Regions from separate parts of the Canis lupus genome. Here region 2 is linked to region 1. A link is a contact called in public Hi-C data. All regions are on one chromosome and are shown on one strand. The core of a region is the stretch at or near the end of the contact, and the rest is flanking DNA. Distances in the headings are between cores, read along the strand shown. Region 1 overlaps TSPOAP1 (peripheral-type benzodiazepine receptor-associated protein 1). Region 2 holds the start of RNF43 (E3 ubiquitin-protein ligase RNF43).

Evidence for each region. Hi-C and Micro-C count contacts between places; a contact is called where the count stands out from the background.
Region 2: a Hi-C map of blood shows a contact between it and region 1, with 5 times the contacts expected there. The contact joins the promoter of RNF43 here to the enhancer-like site in region 1. A contact is called at or near these places in 5 of 9 Hi-C or Micro-C datasets (amygdala and blood).

Annotation. Positions count from the first base shown.
Region 1 is chr9:32,921,429-32,924,167 of UU_Cfam_GSD_1.0, reverse strand. It overlaps TSPOAP1 (peripheral-type benzodiazepine receptor-associated protein 1), which reads left to right. Exons shown (of 30, transcript XM_038547880.1): 26 at 1; 27 at 190-293; 28 at 379-450; 29 at 696-806. Among named protein-coding and RNA genes, the nearest start is that of MPO, 15 kb to the right of the region's middle. Within about 2 kb of position 1,432, at least 2 of the 20 cell types and tissues checked have an H3K27ac peak or open chromatin away from gene starts, as enhancers often do. A contact at or near this core is called in blood, where this site is marked.
Region 2 is chr9:33,030,580-33,033,279 of UU_Cfam_GSD_1.0, reverse strand. RNF43 (E3 ubiquitin-protein ligase RNF43) reads left to right here and starts at 1,413. Exons shown (of 8, transcript XM_038547884.1): 1 at 1,413-2,700. It overlaps LOC111097406 (a long non-coding RNA gene), which reads right to left. Exons shown (of 4, transcript XR_005364593.1): 2 at 2,445-2,562; 3 at 1,862-1,955; 4 at 895-1,689.

The DNA.
Region 1 (2,739 bases), core at 183-2,682:
GGTGAGGGGCCATTCTTGTGCTGGGGATATTGGGAAAGAGGTGGGCCTGGGTGGCCCCCTGGGTTCCCCCCTGGGGCTGCCACTAGTGGAGGGGTAGTGAATAGGTGGTCAGCAGGCCTCCAGTGTGGAGGACAGTAGGGCGTGGGGGGTCCAGAGAGAGCCCCTGGCCCTCTCCCCCTTCCCCTGCAGGCCACACCCAGCACACCTCCTCTGCCAGCCTGAAATCTCCCCGTACCATGGTGGCTGCATTTGATTACAACCCCCGGGAGAGCTCCCCCAACATGGACGTGGAGGTGAGGACCCACAAATAGAGCTCACCCAATGGGGTGCTGGCAGCGCCTCCCCAGGGCTGACACCTGCCTCTTGGGCTCTCCACAGGCGGAGCTGCCCTTCCGGGCGGGGGACGTCATTACTGTGTTCGGAGACATGGACGATGACGGTTTCTACTATGTGAGAACATGGGGGCAGGGGTGTGCCATATATGCCCCCCTCACCAGCCCTCTCAGGGAGGGCCTTACTAGAGCCAGGGACGGGGATGAGTGAGGGTTCCTGAAGTAAGCCTGAAGGATGGACCAAGTCACTGCTGTGGCAGTAGTACTGACCTCAGGCTGTTTCCCTCGGGGGGGCTGCAGGGTTGAGGGGGCGGGGCTGAGGCCTCTTTCCTGGTCCCAGTCTCACCAGCATCTCCTCCCCAGGGGGAGCTCAATGGACGGAGGGGCCTGGTTCCATCCAACTTCCTGGAGGGCCCTGGGCCTGAGGCAGGTGGCCAGGACAGGGAGCCCGGGACACCCCAGGCTGAGAGTCAGGTCAGTAAGCTGGGGCTGTACCCTGCCGGGGTGGTGGCGGTGGTGGCGGTGGTGGTGGCGGCGGCGGTGACTGGGACAGTGTTGTGGGAAGGAAGCAGCCGGGCTATGATCCAGGTGAGCACTGTGCCCAGGCAGGAACTGCCAGGGAGGACCCAGCCGGGGCCAGCTCCCTCCCGGTATGTGCCCCTCTCTGCAGAGCAGTGATGGCTGGGACCCTGATCCCTGACCCACCTGACCCAGCTGCCCCCACCCCGGGGATGACGTAGATAAGGGGACCTTGTGCAAAGGCCCCCTGTACCCTCCACATCTCTAGCTAGTCATAGCCTGGGTTTCAGGGAACCTCCTGCCCTGTTGGGTCTCTCTGTCTCCCAGGTGCCCAGCAAGGCTCTGCTTCCTCAGGTCCTTGTTTTTAGAACCTGCTTCTCCTGGGGCGGGTGGAATACAGTGGAGTTCCAGCCCCCCAGGGCAGGGAGAGGAGGAAGAGGCCAGGCCCCAGTGGGAAACTGTGGGCTTCCATCTGCAGTGTTTCCAAAGGCAAAGGCTGTGCAAAGTTTCAGTTCCTGTGAGCTGGGCGACCTGGTGACTGAGCAGGGAGCATGTGAGTCAGTCCATAACCCATCTCCTCTCTTTGTTCCCTGTTCTTCAGAGAACGAGGAGGAGACGAGTCCAGTGCTAGATGGAGATAGATATATATAGAGAGCAACGTGTAAGTGGGGGGGACTGGCCCCCTCTGTTCATGTGACTCCCCGCTCCTTACATCACCATCATCAGACAGTGTTCCTTTGTCTTCAGTGCTGGAGCTGACCTGGCTTTTCTTCCTCCCCAGAATGGGGGAGGGAGTTCTTTCTGTGAGCCAGATCTGGGTGTACGATCATCACCTCCCCTTGCCTTTACTCTGGGCAGTGCCAGCTGTTATAGGAATACATGTCATTTTAGCACATAATGCCCCATATTAGCTGACTCCCCATATTCTATAGCTCCTGCAGCTTATAGAATATTGGGTGACATCCATAGCATGACTCATCAGTATATTATGATACTATTTGACTATGGTATTATAATATTGTGATTATTATTGGTGGTAAAAGGATGATACCGCAGTGCCACCAGTAATAATAGTCTCCCCACCCTTGTTCTCTGCACTGTAACCTGTGAGGGAATCAGATACATGGTTTTACTTCTAATACTCAATTTTCTCTGCTGGAGGGAATAAAAGGTGGGCGGGATGGGGGGGTACTTAAACAACTGGAATCTGCAGATAACCACCAACCATTCATCCCTGGGGTTCAGAAACTTCCTTCATTTGTTCCCGCAGCAACCCCTCCCTCCTGGGATATTATAGAAGGAGCCCTGGGAAGGAGTGGGAAGAACCGGGGACTCCCTGGTTGGCCACCAGCCCTGACTGGTTAGCAGTAGATGCCTAGACCTCTGGGTGCCGACAGACCCCCCTGGAGGAAGGCCTTGCCACATCATCATGGCCTTGGGTGTTGTGGCCCCAGGCTGGGCACCCGGCTCCCCTGCCTCTGGTCCAGGCTCCATGGCTGGCTTTGGCCAGGAGATGGCCAGGCTCTGGTGGTGAAGAGGGGGAGGGGCTTGAGGAAGGGGTATGGAGCAGTGGTGGCGAACCAAGACCTGTAGGCTTGCCAAGGCCTGACTGGGCTGTGCCAGGCATAGGAGGTTACGGTGAGGATGTGGGAAAGCGAAATAGGGGCAGGGAGGCTTCCTGGTGGCTCTCCTGTGCACCCAACCACTGTCCTTTAGGCCACCAACAGCATTGTGTGGGTGGGCCTGGGGCAAGGGGAGCCACTCACGGTTGCTAGTGAAGCTAGGAGGAGACTCACAAGGAAGAAATGCTAGCAGGGGTGGCAGGGCAGCCTCCAGAGCTTGTGGTGGGAGCTAAGTGATGCCCTTGTGGCCCAGGCCCCCTGCAGCC
Region 2 (2,700 bases), core at 164-2,663, 110 kb before region 1:
CTTGTATCGTGTTCTTAAGGTCCAACCAGTAAAGAGAAAGTGCTAAATTAAGTGCTAAATTAAAGATTTGTTTTAGAGCATATTTTTCTGCTCTATATCAGTTATTAGGCCTAAAATGCCAAAACTATTGCCATATATCTTCTTATGCTCAAGGTGAAGAAAGCACTCATACTTTTTTGCTTTTGGAGGCATTATGTCAGTTAAGTTTTAGTTTCCAACCTACAATGCAATTATTGCTATCCACATTTTACAGATGATCAGTTTGTGTATTTTCACTTGTATAAATAAAACATTTTTTAATCTTACATGCTTCTTACCACAATTTTAAAAATTTAAGTGTAAAAACAGTTTAAGTATACAGTTCAGTAGTGTTAACCACATTCACACTGTCGTGCATTTGTACAGTTTGGAGAGATGTCAATAGGTCAGAAATGAAATGGACAGTCAAATATAATCTGGTAAATTTGAAAATTCAAATTTTAGAAACATATATTAGAAACTGTTGCATTCTAATGACAAAGTAACTAAAAGGGTTATAGTTCATGATTGTGGTAGTTAGCCAAAAATTGGTTTCCTTTTTGCCTACATGCTTCCCATTAAGCATATATATTTTATACCTTTGCTTGTATTAATGACATAGACTTACTTGCAATCTTACATTGAGGGCATAGGTGTGATCTATAGTATTATTTCACTTTCAGGCATGAGAAGAAAATAACAGGTTCTAGACCTCTGATATCAACCTGCTCTAAAAGCTCTAAAAGATCACACACATAGGTGTGATCTATAGTATTATTTCACTTTCCAAAGGCATGAGAAGAAAATAACAGGTTCTAGACCTCTGATATCAACCTGCTCTATACAGGCACAGTTTAGAAAAGAGCTCCTGAATTTAAATAAGTAAAAGCTGAAGAAAAACTATGTACAAAATGGACAGGGTTCTTGCCGGGGTAGCATACATGAGACAGCAATAAGTACTATAGCACTGGATCACTTTATTCTAGCTTTGTGCCATTCATAGACGCTAAAATCCAAAAAGAGCAGAAATCCCTCTGAACTCATATTTGCAAAATCTTGAATCCACTCTTTCATGTTCTGGGTTTTTATTATTTCATTCCCTTTATTTCATTATACCACCGTTTATGTTCTCTTGGGTGTGTTCTACTGCCTAGATACCTGTTTGACATGTATCAAACAGCTTGCTTACCCAGAGAAAATGATTGAGCATTGAATTGGATGCAGTTTGACTGTGGCTCAATAGAGGGAGTAGGGGAGCTGAGAGAGCGGAGAGGAAAAGAACGTGTCTGGCTCTGTAAGTGTGCGTGCACTCAAGCCCTCGCCTTAGCCAGCCAGGAGGAGGGGCGGGCTGGGGAGAGGAGCGGGTGGTTGCCTCTAGCTGCTCCACCCTCACTTTGTGTCAGCAGGTAGAGAGCGTGATTGCAGTCCCAGGGGAGGGAGTCGAGCTAGAACACCAATTACAAACCACAGGCTTCCTCCTCTAGGGAGTTGATCCAGAATTGTCTTTCTGGAAGGGAAGCACTCGAATCTTTCCGAACTTTCCAAGCCCATCCATGATTCAGAGACACTGCTTTCTCCCTCTGGGATTTTCTGTGTTCCTGGTAGTGAATTGTTGCTGATGTATTTGCTACTTTGCTTCTTTTCTCTCTCAGGATTTGATCATTTTATATGCTGTTCGGGGAGAAAAAGAACTTTTGTTAGAAAGGAGATTTCAAAAATGATTTTGGATCCTTTATAAGTGCTTTTAGAGTTCTTGGGAACAGTAGCTCTAAGCCTGGAGTAAATGTTTGCCTTTGACCTGCATGGATTATTTTTTCAGGCTGCGGAATTTCTCGGCACCTACCTGCAGTGTGGGGCCCTTGATCTGGTTGCAGAGTAAGAAGGTGGAAGAATGAGCTGTACTTGGTTAAGCAGTTGAAACCTTTTTTGAGCAGGACCTATAAAAGCATAATTGAATTTGTTTCACCCCCGTGGATTCCGGTGGGCCCGACAGCACAACAGGTTTGCAGATTTCTTTTGAAATTCTTATTTTTCTCCCTCTGCCTCAGCAAAAGAGAAGGATCTATATAACAGGTTCATGTTCAATTGCTTGGCTTTTCACCACTTATTCCGAAGACTTTATAAGTTTTTTGTTTTTTTTTTAACTTGACCTCTGAACACAGTGGGCTTTGTGGTTGAAGTGCATTTTTATTTCCTGAAGGGTACACATTTTAATATCTTAGAACTAAGATTTTGTTTGTACAAAGACCTAAATTCTCAAGTGTGCCTAGAAATAGCACAGATCTGCTCTACTCAGGCTTATTTTTACTTTTTCAGGATGTTCTACTTAGAGCCTGTAGACTAATCACCTCCCTACTCCCCCTATCTTTTATTCCCCACCCCCTCAAAGAATTTGAAAACGTGTTAGGAATAGTCCTTTGTTTTACCTAAGAACGTAGAAAATTACAGATTACAAGATCTGGATAATAAAGTAGTTTCCAAAAGCATCTCATGGGAAATCAAAGTGCTTGGCATTCTCAAGCAGGAGAGTAAAAGCTGGAATCCCTAAGATAGAACGGAAAATAAAGATAGAAATATCAATTTTAACTGGAAAAATAATTGGAAAGCTAACTTTTTCAAATACTCTTATGATTTTGAAAGTTGGAAAAGGCAATGATACTCAGGATTATCCTGTAATATGTG